Regions from separate parts of the Macaca mulatta genome. Here region 1 is linked to region 2. The links are chromatin contacts, called in public Hi-C maps. All regions are on one chromosome and are shown on one strand. Each heading gives the region's core, a stretch centred on a gene start, on an enhancer-like site or on the middle of the called end of the contact. The rest is flanking DNA. Distances are from core to core; before and after follow the strand shown.

Evidence for each region. Hi-C and Micro-C count contacts between places; a contact is called where the count stands out from the background.
Region 1: a contact with region 2 is called in a Hi-C map of fetal cortex germinal zone, with 3 times the contacts expected there. The contact joins the enhancer-like site here to the promoter of TBL1XR1 in region 2. A contact is called at or near these places in 2 of 14 Hi-C or Micro-C datasets (fetal cortex germinal zone and fetal cortical plate).

The regions. Positions count from the first base shown.
Region 1 is chr2:89,804,482-89,810,753 of T2T-MMU8v2.0, reverse strand. All of the region lies in intron 1 of LOC106996985 (a long non-coding RNA gene), which reads right to left. Among named protein-coding and RNA genes, the nearest start is that of TBL1XR1, 630 kb to the right of the region's middle. Within about 2 kb of position 4,428, at least 8 of the 40 cell types and tissues checked have an H3K27ac peak or open chromatin away from gene starts, as enhancers often do. A contact at or near this core is called in fetal cortex germinal zone and fetal cortical plate, where this site is marked.
Region 2 is chr2:89,172,969-89,179,138 of T2T-MMU8v2.0, reverse strand. TBL1XR1 (TBL1X/Y related 1) reads left to right here and starts at 3,953. Exons shown (of 18, transcript XM_077994184.1): 1 at 3,953-4,319.

The DNA of each region.
Region 1 (6,272 bases), core at 3,179-5,678, 630 kb before region 2:
GGGGTGGGTGGAGAAGAGGCTGAAATTTGGAAAGATGTTTACTGAAAAAAATAAGACAGATGGAAAGCTCCACACCAGAGTGAGATTTGGGGTAATCTATCATTCATTAATCAATTTGATCCAAGACAAAATATACATAATGATATTAAAATGTGAGGATTTCAGCCACTGATTGCTCTTAGAGCAATCCAAAGCCTGAGACCATGCTCTGCTGTGAAAACAGGCTGCCACGGCCAAGGCCCCAGACCAGTGCAAAAGGCATTTGATGGACAAGAAGGTGAACTCAAGGGAAAGGGTGTTGGACTGAGCCACAGTGCCTTAGGGGGTAGTCACTGGATTGGATGAATTATGTACCCCAGTGAGACTGGACCAGCAGCCATGATACCCCAGAGGAAATTACACAGGCCAAGAAAGAAGAAAACACATTTAACATTTCTAATAGTAGTAATTATCTGGATTTATTGATCAATTCACTGAGCTTATCTGAAAGACAAGAAAACAAACTGGGATTTGTCACTGGCTACAGTCACAGCCGCTGTGTGTCAGCTTTAATTTACAACCATTCTCTTTGACACACAGTCTTTGTGGTATTGAGCAAGAATTGGTAAGCCTTGTAAGTGGCTCATTTATATGACTTCTGCGGATACGTGGACCTCGCCTAATGCACATCAAAGAAACAAGCTGGACACTTGAGCTACATTTCAGTCTCTTAGGTAACAAAGTTGTGTACAATAGTGCTATTGGGGCACTTTTTGTTTTGGTACAATCAAGACATGTAGAATCTTGCAAAATTAATTATGGAAGGAGAATATTTTTATTACTCTTCAGTGAGTAATCTAGTTCAGCCAACATTTCTTGGCACTCATGTACACTGTTGCCCACAGGGTTATTTTTTGTTAGATTTCCTAATAGGATCTGATATTGTACATTGTAAACACATAAGTAAAATAATCAAGGCCCAAGGTTTTTAATTTGTTTAGTGTCAGGATATTTTTCTTTTCTTTTTTGAGACAATGTTAGACATATAGAAGAGTTGCAAAATAGTACAGAGAATTTTCTTAGAGCCTTCTCCCAGCTTCCCTTAATGTCGACATTTTGCATAACCATCATACAATTATCAAAGCTAAGAAATCAACATTGCTCCAATACAATTTACTAAACTACAAAATTTACTCAGATTCCATTTCTTTCACTAATGTACTTTTGCTGTCCCAAGATCTAACAGAGGTCTGATTTTAATACAAGGTTGTCTTTTCATGTAAGAGAGGAGGTGGAGTTCTTAAGTCATGGGATCCCCTAGAAGTTAGGCTCCATGGCAACCAAGACCTTGTCAGTCTTGTTTATCTCCGTAACCACAGGCCCAGGAATAGTGCCTGGAACATAGTGGCTTGAACATGTTGAGTGAAGGAATGACTAAGTGACCAGTCAGAACATTCTCTTCATTTTTACAGAAAGAAACTCAACAAGACTAGATTCAAGGGATTCTTTTAAATATTTCATTTTACCTCAATGTCTAAATTCTCATGGTTACTTTGGGATTTTTATATGGCATAGTTAGACTGGAATTAGACTTGAATGATTAAGAATACTGGAGAAACAGATAACAATCCACCACTAACTACCTCTTACTCTAACCTACAAAGGTAGGCTAAATGCCATTACCTGTGTTCCATTAAGTATATTTTATACTGTATTTATTATACAAGGCAATAATTAACTGTGCATTATAGAATGAACTTCTGGATGACAGTTTTTTCATCTGATTATGCCAAATACCTAATTTATGTTAGATACATAGCAACACTGAATAAACGCATGGTTACCTTTCTTCAGTACACCAATATCACCTATACACCAGCATCAAACAGACAATGTTATTTACATCACTTTGTTGATGGTAATAATGAACAAACTGTTCATTATTAACAATAATGTAAAATTGTTCATGAGAAAACTGAATTTCACGCCCATATTCTAAACCAAACCCTTAAGGGAAAGTTTATTCTAAGACCAACTAACATATTCTGATCTTCTTTTTAACTTCTAGATGTATTTGTGACTTACAAGAAGTACACTTATGTTCTTTACATGTTTGTTAGACTTGCCCACCAAACAGAGTAACCTGGTTTATTTTGACTATGTTATTCAAGTACTTAAAACACAGCCACATGCTATAAGCTACTCAATAAAAAGCTGTCCTTGGTGTAATCAAAAGCAGAGCAGAGAATATGAAAGCCATTCACAGCCATGCCCCCAATGCTTTATGGCTACTTCCTAAAACCATCATTCACTCTCACACACAGTGACTCAGGCAAACCCACATCCTTCTCCATGACAGGCGCTGTTGCCCTCCTGGTTTAATCCTTCTGGGAGGCAAGACCTCATGATGAGAGCAAAGGAGTTTAAAAGGTTTTAGATCAGCCAGCTGGTGGATAGGACAGAACTCCAAGTAATCAAAGATAATTCACTCCTGGGTGCATGTGTAGTCACACTGTAAGCAAGTCTGTCTGTCAACAAAAAACAAACACAACTGAGAAATCGCATCATAGAGAAACAGGTAAAAGGGCCCATGTAGAGGAAAACACAGGATGCTAGAGAGGTAAAGTAACTCACCTTAGACCACACAATGAAAGTCCCAGTTAGCAGCCAAAATACTTCAGAATGAAAATCATTGGATTGATTTTTCCAAAATCACTGCTTCAAAACCACTAAAGCTAACAGCAGCAGGTATTGCAAATCAGGCTGTGTTGCTCCTTTGCTTGACACTTTTGAATGGGTTCTGGTTGTGCTGAGGGGCCAAGCTTGTCAATGTAGTTTACCAGCACTTCAGTTCTGTGATCTTGCTTGCCTGCCTGTCTCACCACTCATCATTCCCACTTATACTCCACCGGCTCCCATCACACTGTCCTGTTCGGTGTTGATCTGTGATGTCGGGTCCATGTTCCATGTTGTGTTTGGTCCCTGTTCCCTCTGCTAGATGAATGTCACCCTGTCAGACACCACCCTCCTCTTTGCTCTCCTTGGACCCTATATTTCCCTACTTAACACTGCTTAGGGCAGAAATGAAATTGGTCTTGTTTGTTTGTTTATTTGTTTGTTTTTGCCACTTTCTCTACAAAATGATAAAAAAACTTGAGAGCAGCAATCATGTCTTTCTGATTCATTGCTGTATTCCCAGGCCTTTGTACCATGCTTGACACATGGTAACTATTAAATAAATATTTTTTCAAAAAATATATTAAATTAAAAATGTCTTGTTAATTGCCTATAAACAATTACTAAATATCCCATGAATATCATTTTCCCCCTGGGAAAATAACACTATGTAAGTTTAAAACAAAGCCATATAATATTTCATAGGGGTTGGTTTGCTACAAATTGAAAATCAGGTCATTATCATTATTATTCCCAAGCATCATGCTATATCTATGCCGTTTAATAAATTAGGTTAGCAAAAACTACACTCACCCACCCTATTCCCACAAAATGATACTCAGAAAGCAGTTTCAACATTCTGGGCTCTTAGAGATCTGGTCCACTACTTTTGGATTTGGAGCTGTCTCCATAATAGTTAAAGAAGAAAGCTTTGAATTCCTAGCCCCTGAACACCAGGTATCAGGACCTTGGGCACTGTGACATTGGAGCCCATACACCTTCTTGCTAACCCTAAAACAACAAGCCTGCACCACCCACTATATGCATCCTTTCCACTGTAAGGATGAATTTCCTGTAAAGAAATGCCTTATAGCACAGTGTTATTTTATGCAGATAAAAGAGCTAAACTTTTATTTTTCTCATATTCCAGGGTTTTTCTGAGGGGACCACGTGATGATAAAGCTGTCTTTCTGCAAGTATTTACATCTCCTGTCTTCTTCCGCATGTGCATAAGGGATTGCGTTTGCATCCCTGCCAAGATAAGTCTTAATTGATTTTTTTTCAGGTGTTTCCTACTGCCATGGCAACCATAATCAAATATATTTTCATGAATAGCTTTGTCAATTGCAATATAATATTCTCACTGAATGCAGCCTCCAGTTCTCTTTCTACAAAGCTCTCAGGAGCTTTCTCTTCTCTGGCCTAACATTTCTTTTCCTTCAAGCCTCTAGGCCCCATGAAAATCATATATTTAAATAGCACACATGGTTTCTTAAAACGAGAACCTCCTATGATTTCCATCAGTAATAACACACACAAAGATGAAAATAGAATATGCTTTCAAAGGTGATAGATATTTTATTACTGTCATGATTTGTCAAATACCTATAATCCCTCTCAAATCACCTTTGATGGTGTTATTTCGTTTTTTGTTTTTGTCTCCCAAGAAAAATCACTATTCATCTTAAGAGAGAACATCTTGTCAAGTGTTGCAGTTCAACAAAATAAGGCAAACATCTCTGCCAAAATGCAGCAAATGTGATTACACAAGGCCAAGGAGAAGCCCATAATTAGATCATTACCATGGAAACAACCTAATTACATGTGTAAAGCAGTGAGGGCTGAGTTGTAGATCTGAATATGTTAATACCATTGTCTATGTTATAATATTTCTGCTGCTTAGCTTTCCCCAAATCTAAAATATAAAGTATATAGATAAATCTTAACTCAGTTTAAATGAATGAAAAAATACTGTACAGTTACGTGAATGGAGTTCAGGGATATTCACTCTATTATAAACATAAACATATACCTTAAATGAGAAAAAATATTTCAATGTGCATATTAATAATAAATGTACACTAGCATGTAAATAGCTGAATGGCCTTAAGTGTGCATTCCAGAATTTCCTACTGTGAAAAAAATATTTGCTAGAACAACCACAGTTCCAATAAGGTAATTTAATTGTTCAACTACATTTGATGATTTACACTCAGAAATAATTTTATATTGATCTTCCCTCAGTTATGTAGAGGCCTGTTGTTTCTTTAAGGACTCATTTGATCCCTGAAGGCTAAAATGTACATCTCCATTCGTTATTCAGGCCACAGTTAAAGAAATGTGCCGAATTCTTAGGAGCAGGGGAGAGGTTACTCAGAACTTTATTCATATAGGTGTGCCTTTACTTTTTTAAATTACCAAATCTAAGTATCTGTTCCAACTGCCTTTTAACACTAATTGCAAGTGCTTTTGTGGCTAAATTTCTTTAGTACCTTCATCACTCTTCTTAACTGTTCATTTGGAAAGCATCTTCTCCAGCAGCACCAGATATTAGGTAGTCCCTGACCTCCTCCACCTCTCTCGGAAAACAACGTGGCTTCCAGAGTTCAGAAGGGCAAGAGAGGAGATGTTGCTGAGGTTCCTTCCTCCCAACCTCTTACCCTTACACAATCATGATCAGGATCAGAGAGAGGATTCCAGAGCACAGGGCTGAGGGCAAGAGTGTGAAGGGTCTTGTCGTTTCTGACTGGTCTGCACTTCTCATGCCACCTGTGCCTCTGACTCTAGCAATGCCTCTCTCCTACTGTCATTCCCTACCCTTCTCTGCAGCTATAAGAACTGGTCTCCTTCTGGGGAGGAGGAAGAATGAAGGAAAGTATGGCTCTTTTGGATAAAGGTACAACGTCATTCTGGTGCAATCTTCCGTATGCCTCCCTTAGCTTTCTTTTCATAGCACATCACACACACACACACACACACACACACACACACACACACACGCATACAACATGCAACCTAAGAACAGAATAGATGTGGTAAATACATCAGCAGCACAGGTATCTAAATAACTAAGTCCGTCTTTAACAGAGGACCCAAGGGGTATAGTGCATGAACAGGTAACTAGCTGGGAACAGAAAATAGAGCCCATCAACACATAGAATCTGAAGGAGGAAGGGAGCTTGACAGAGAGAAAATAGCTGGACTTAAAGTCAGACCATTAGATCGCTATGTTGTGTGAGTAACTTTCCCTCTGGGTCCTCAACTGTCCCTCTCTGCAAAGCAATAGGATGAGGCTGGATGGCATTTAGGTCTTCTTTGAGTTCTAATATGTTCTTTCTATGGCTGTAACATAATCTGGGTCAATGCTGCTTCCTGTTTGCCCTCTCATTCAGCCTGGCTGGTCCTGGACGAGGATGTTCCTGCTCCCTTTACTGTCCATCCACCCAGCCTGGAACACACGCACTGTTAAGATAGAAAGAAGGAGCCTGAAATGGAGACAAGATTACTCTATTTGTCTTAAGCAAATCCTATCACCTCTGTGAGCCTGCATTGCCTTTTCAGTCAAATGACAGCCGTCTGAAGGGTATTCAGATGGGCTAGTGAGTGAAGGGATCTCT
Region 2 (6,170 bases), core at 2,704-5,203:
AGATGTAAAGCCACTGAATTCCAGGGTGAGTAAAGAATATAAAATGAGTTACAGCACTAGGAGAATATTTTGGGTATCAAATGTCTTTTTTATACAGTTAAGTTTGTTTTAAATACTTTATGTAGATGAGCTAATGTAAACAATTTAAAACATCATGATGATTTAAAAGTACATATAGTAATGAGACCCTGTAGTCCTGGGATTGAACAGCTTAACTTTAAAAAATATTTCATGTCTTGAGCGATGAAAGTTGCAAAGGTGTAGGCTATCTTGCCATGCCATACCCCTTTGGGAAAATATTACTGAAATAAAACAAGTCAGGATTTGTTTAGCCATTTTATAATACATATGTAACTTCTGATAACAGTTACTGGTATGAAATTTCTCTTCATTAAGTAATTAGCTAGAAAGTTCAAGAGATAACTTTTTTTTTTTTTTTTTGAATCAGAGTCTCGCTCTGTCTCCCAGGCTGGAGTGCAGGGGCGCGATCTCGGTTCACTGCAACCTTCCCCTCCAGGGTTCAAGTGATTCTCCTGCCTCAGCCTCCCAAGTAGCTGGGATTATAGGCACCCGCCACCACGCCCGACTAACATTTTGCGTTTTTCGTACAGACGAAGTTTCATCATGTTGGCCAGGCTGGTCTTGAACTCCTGACCTCATGATCCGCCGGCCTCAGCCTCCCAAAGTGCTAGGATTACAGGTGTGAGCCATGGCACCCAGTAGAGAACTTCTTAATGTGCTCCTTTGCTTTGCAATTTGTTAATAACACAGTAATCTCTCCTTTCTAGAAACACATTAACATTTAATTCAAAGTGTAATGGGAGTTTTAGATTAGGACACAGTATTGAATATTAGTAACAAGAGTTCCTTCTTTGTCCTTTCCTCATCCAGTGAGTATAATCATTGCTTGTATTTTGGTGCAGCCCTGATCCTTTATGCTGGATATGTTGGGACAGCTAGAGGGTGATGGGACAATACATGTGATCTCTGAGTGATGGTTTATTTCTCTGAGTATTTAACGTTGAAGCCACACTGTTGTTTCAGATAGTTTCCAGAATATAAAATCAAAGGGATCAAAATGTGATGTGATTTAAAACCCCCTTTGCTGGAGGAATCAAGGCCTTTCCACATTTGGGTGCCCCCATTTTTTCTGTTTGTTTGTTTAAAAGCACTCCAGGTCGCTGGGCACGGTGGCTCACACCTGCAATCCCAACACTGGGAGGCTGAGGCGGGTAGATCACCTGAGGTCAGGAGTTTGAGACCAGCCTGACCAACACGGAGAAACCCCATCTCTGCTAAAAATACAAAATTAGCCGGGCGTGGTGGCACACGCCTGTAATCCCAACTACTCGGGAGGCTGAGGCAGGAGAATCACTTGAACCCGGGAGGCGGAGGTTGCAGTGAGCCGAGATTCTGCCATTGCACTCCAACCTGGGTGACAAGAGCGAAACGCCGTCTCAAAGAAAAAAAAAGTACTCCTGCTCTCTCTTCAATTAGTGTGATCCAACAGTGGTGAGTAAAGTACATTTTACTGCAATGAATTTATAAGTCCCCAGACTCGATGATCTTCATATTAAAATGCAGTCATTTATGCACAGAAATGTCTTGTAAACTATAGGGATATAAACAAATGCATGGATTATTATCATTGTTAGGAGGCTCAACTAACGCTGAACAACTTTAGGAGGCAGCTTGGTGTAGGGTATAAGAACTTCAGGCTGGAAGGCCTGATCCTATGAACCTGAAGGAGGGTGTCTCCTCCCTTGTGGAATAAGGGAGAGAGGTCATTTAGGGGAAGGAGAAAGCATGGGGTAGGCAGCTTTGAATATGACGCTTAAGAACTGTATGGTTGAGAAGTCCTCATTCACTGAAAGTGGGGTTTGATTTTACGGTCACTGCTGTATGGAGAAGACCCGCCCGTGGTAGCACAATATGAAACTTAAAAAATAATCTAAGCCAATAGATATGTTTCATTGAGTGGCTCCACCGAGATGGTTTATTTATTGAAGACAGGGTATGTTTAGTGATATCTATGCCATTAATCAACTCAAAAAAAAAAAAAAAAAGGAAGATACTATACTCTTCTCAATTCTGAAATAAAGTCTTCTGAAAGGTGTTAGTTTTGAGGTAAACAAGCCTCAGCTTTAGAAGCCTATTGAAATGCAAAACTTGCTTTGTGCGGTTTCCCTGTACACTCTGCATAGTGTTTTGGAAACCTGCAGTTATCTAAATTCCCATCGGGTGACATTGTTTAATCCAACATTCCCACTTTCATACATCAAAATAGCTCTAAGGCCACACCACTGATATGCTTTGAACTCTCTTTCTGGTGGTTGGAAGGGAGTTTCCAATCCCACTACTCCCTTTCCTCTGATGGTTTTCCTGCTCCCTGCCCCACTAGGTCATTCAGGAAAGGCCTCTGGCAGCTCCCCCAAGCAAGGGCTCCTGGGGGAAAGAGACATTGACCTTAGCCAAGAAACCACCTGTCTAATCACTGAACGTTTTAGGCCACCAGGAGTCCACACTGGTGCAAGTTACAAGTAGTGTGTGTGTGTGTGTGTGTGTGTGTGTGTGTCGCAAAACTTTAGGCTTCTGATACTGAGAGGAAATGATAGTCGCTTTAAAGTGATCGCTACATCTATTTTCAAATATTGTGATGAGAGCAGGAAAACAGTACCCTTCACCTTTAAGAAAAAGCTGCAAATATTATTTTGCTTTGAAGGCAGTAATAACCGAAATAACAAAAAGGTTTCAAGTGGTATCTTAATTAAAAGGGTGGCTGCTTCTCCAGTCCTGAGCTTATACAGAGCTCTAAGAAGCGCCCCACCCCATCTTTCTGAAAGTCTTAGAAAGATTACCACCCCATTTGCTTTAAAACCTGAAGTGCCTCCCTTCTTTAAAAACGACCCCCCTCAATCATACTGCCCACATTATCACTTATCAAAGGTACACTTTATAAACAGCCTTGCTGTGCTTCACACATGCAAAAAGTATACAAAGTGGGTAAACTTCTACTGTGGATGCCACCGTGGAGGTATATGTTTAGTAAACATTTAGTTACATTATTTTATTTTTGTGAAATAAGAACTGATCGACCAAACCTTTCAAACAGACCCACCAGATGATAAATACCACCATATGCTTGATTCACAGTACATTTGGGCATAAACACTTCAATTACAGCTTTGTGTTTAGTATCAAAAATCCTTTCTTGTGTGCGTGTTTTCTCTCCAGATCCCGTGCTCTGGATCACATTTTGAAAGTCGCTTAATACAGATAAAGCACCTTTCCAGGTACGCTTCCGAGAACCATATGTATTTACGCACACAAAGGTGTGCACAGAGATTTTCACAAACAAATGTCCATATGATGCCGCGCCGCGCTCCCGCACATGCCCGCCGCGTGTGCGCCCAGCCCCCAGCGCCGCCGGGCCGCCCCCAGGACACGCGGAAGCCCGCGGCCTCCTTGGGAAACTTCGCCAGCGGCTCCACCCCGGCCACCGCGCGGGCCTCCCCGCCCCCACCCGTCTCGGGCCCAGCGGCCCACACCCGAGCACACTCAGGCCAGCCCGCGGCGGTGGGGGCGGGGCGGGCGGCCCGGGGCCCCGAGGCGCCTTTGAGTGCCCGCGGGGCTCGCCTGATTTTTAAAAAGAATGCGCCGCACAGCCCAGCCCCCAGCGCCGCCGGAGCGGGCCGGGAGGGAGAGGAGCGCGGCAGCTGGAGCCCCCCCCGCCGCGCCGCCGCCGCCACCGCCTCCCCGCGTCCGCGGCGCCCCTCCCCCGCCGGCCCCTCCCCCGCGCGCCCGCCCGCTCGCCCGCCCGCCCGGCGCAGGCCGCTCGGGTTTGTTTTGCTGCGCGGCCGCCGCCGCCGCCGCCGCGGGCCTCGCGAGCTCATTTGTGCCTGGCTGGTCCCCATTCCTCTCTCCCTAGTGTTGAGTGTCTGAGCCGTTGGCTGCTCCGAACCGTTTGGCTCTTTCCCTTAGTAACAGCTTTTACCTTCTGCCTCAATTCCTCTCCCCGCTCGCGCCCTTCCCCCGCGCGCCGCCTCCCCCCGCCGCCGGCCGCGTGCGCCCCCGCCCCTCCCCCAGCGGCGGGAGCACCTCCGCTCGCCACCTGGGGACCCGCGCCGCGCTCCCCGCCCCCGCCCTCCCGGCGCCCATCCCCCGCGCCCTCCGCTCGCTGGGGTTATAATTGCCTCTCACCCCCCGGAGGGGTTATTTTGGGGGTGGTTGGAGGCGGTGGCGGCGGCGGCGAGGAGGGGAATTTCCTAGTGCCTCCATTCCCGGGAGGGGGGAGCGGCGTTGGAGGCCACCGTTTCCAGGTAAGCGCTGGGGGCCGGACCCCGGAGTGGGGGCGGTCGCGGGCCTGGGCGGGGGGCGCGGGCCAGAGGCGGCCGGGGGCGCTGGGCCGCGGGGGATGGGCGCGAGTGGAACATGCATTTTTCAACTTGGCCCTTGGGGGAACTGGGCTTGCGTGGGGGGAGGGAAGGCAGGGAGGGCACTTGGGGCGCCCCCATCCCCCCGTTTTCCTCTCTCAGGTTTCTTTGAAATGCTCACGTGCCTGCCCACCCCCTACCCTTTCCTGGTCTCGGGGGATCCTCACCCTAATTATGTTGTCCCCGAAAATGTGCACCTCGGCCTTCTCCCCCTCTTCCTCCCTTCGTGCATTTACACCCCCTTTTTGTGCGTGTGTGTATGGGGGGGGGAGGCTTTTAGGAAAGGATTTGCAGCAAATTGAATCAAGGAGCCATCATGAGGCCGACTCCTTTATAGCCTATTTTTAGCAGAGGAGAAGGAGCTTTTCGGTGTATGCTATTTTGTGAAACCTCGGGCGGCAATGGAAATCTCCCCTCCCCAGGCGCGTCCCCGGCCCGGGCGCGGCGACCCCGGCCGGCGTGCTAGGGGCTGCGGGCGGCTGTTGGGGCCGCGCGTCCGGGGCGGGGGCGCCGGCCGGGGGAGGGGCGCGCGGCAGCCAGGCCTTGCTCCGGGACGTGTTTATTTGTAACTTAGTGCTTTCTATCGTCTTAAGGAGGTATTTGGTGGAGATTCTTTGAAGTTGGGTTCAGGAGTGTAGAATTGGCAAAGTTATTGTCAGCTTCCTGGTAAGTTTTGGGTGGCACAGAGTCACGTTATTTTCTGACAGTGTAAAGGCCACGTTGTGAGGGTGGTTTCTCGGTAACTTCCTCTTTGCAACCGATTTAATTTTTTGAACAGAAGCAGACTTTTATTTAAGTGGAATATTAATCTTAAATGGCAGCTCGAGGGAAGCCATCCATGCGTTAACGTGTTCAGTATTTTTGGAAGTTCTTAATTTGCTGAAGCAGGCATCACTTCGCATTGGTAACCGGGATTAAATTTAGGTTGTGAAAATGGTGTGTTTCATGTAAAATTTGGGTTGTGGCTTTGAAAAAATGCTCTCTTTGTTGGATTGTCTTAAGTGTCTCTAAGATAATTTGGTGATTACAAATGAGAAATGTTGGAAACTAGTTAGAAATTAGGTGTTCTCAATGTCTGGAGTTTACTTAAAATCTTGGACTGTGCAGGCACCGGGGGTGAAGAGTTTTAGTACCTATGTGATTTGCAGTTGACTTAGGAAAGTTTACTGTTCACTTTCTTGTTTTCCAAACAGGAACCGTATGCTGATCTAAACAAACTTGTTAATAAAATGTAGTGGGTGAAAATGACAGGTTATTTTTAGTCTGAATTTTAAGACTGAATGGTTTCTCCACCCCCCACCTCATGTAATTAAGTGATCTTCTTCCCCCTCCTTTTTTTCCTAAAGGCTCCTTCTCCAGTTTGGATAATAATAAGGCCCTCGTGGTGTCTTCATCCACTTACCTGAAACAACTTGGAATAAATAATTTCGATTACACGTTGAAGATAACAATGAGTGACTGTTTGGGTTTTCCAGTGTGATTCATTTTCATTTTTGTTAAAATAAGACCCATGCTACATTGATGTATTTTAGTAATGCTGACTTCCTGGGATTGTATGTTCTCACCATTTTAATAAGTTTATAGTCTGAGGCACCTTTGTCTCCCCGAAAACATGGTGTATGTTGGGTGGTGTCCTGGGAGTTGATGGCAAGCTTCCCAAATTGTTGAGAGTTCTAGAAATAGTTAGCATTTACCTGTGGGGGAGGGGCTGCAGGAAGAAACTATGCCTGAGAGCGG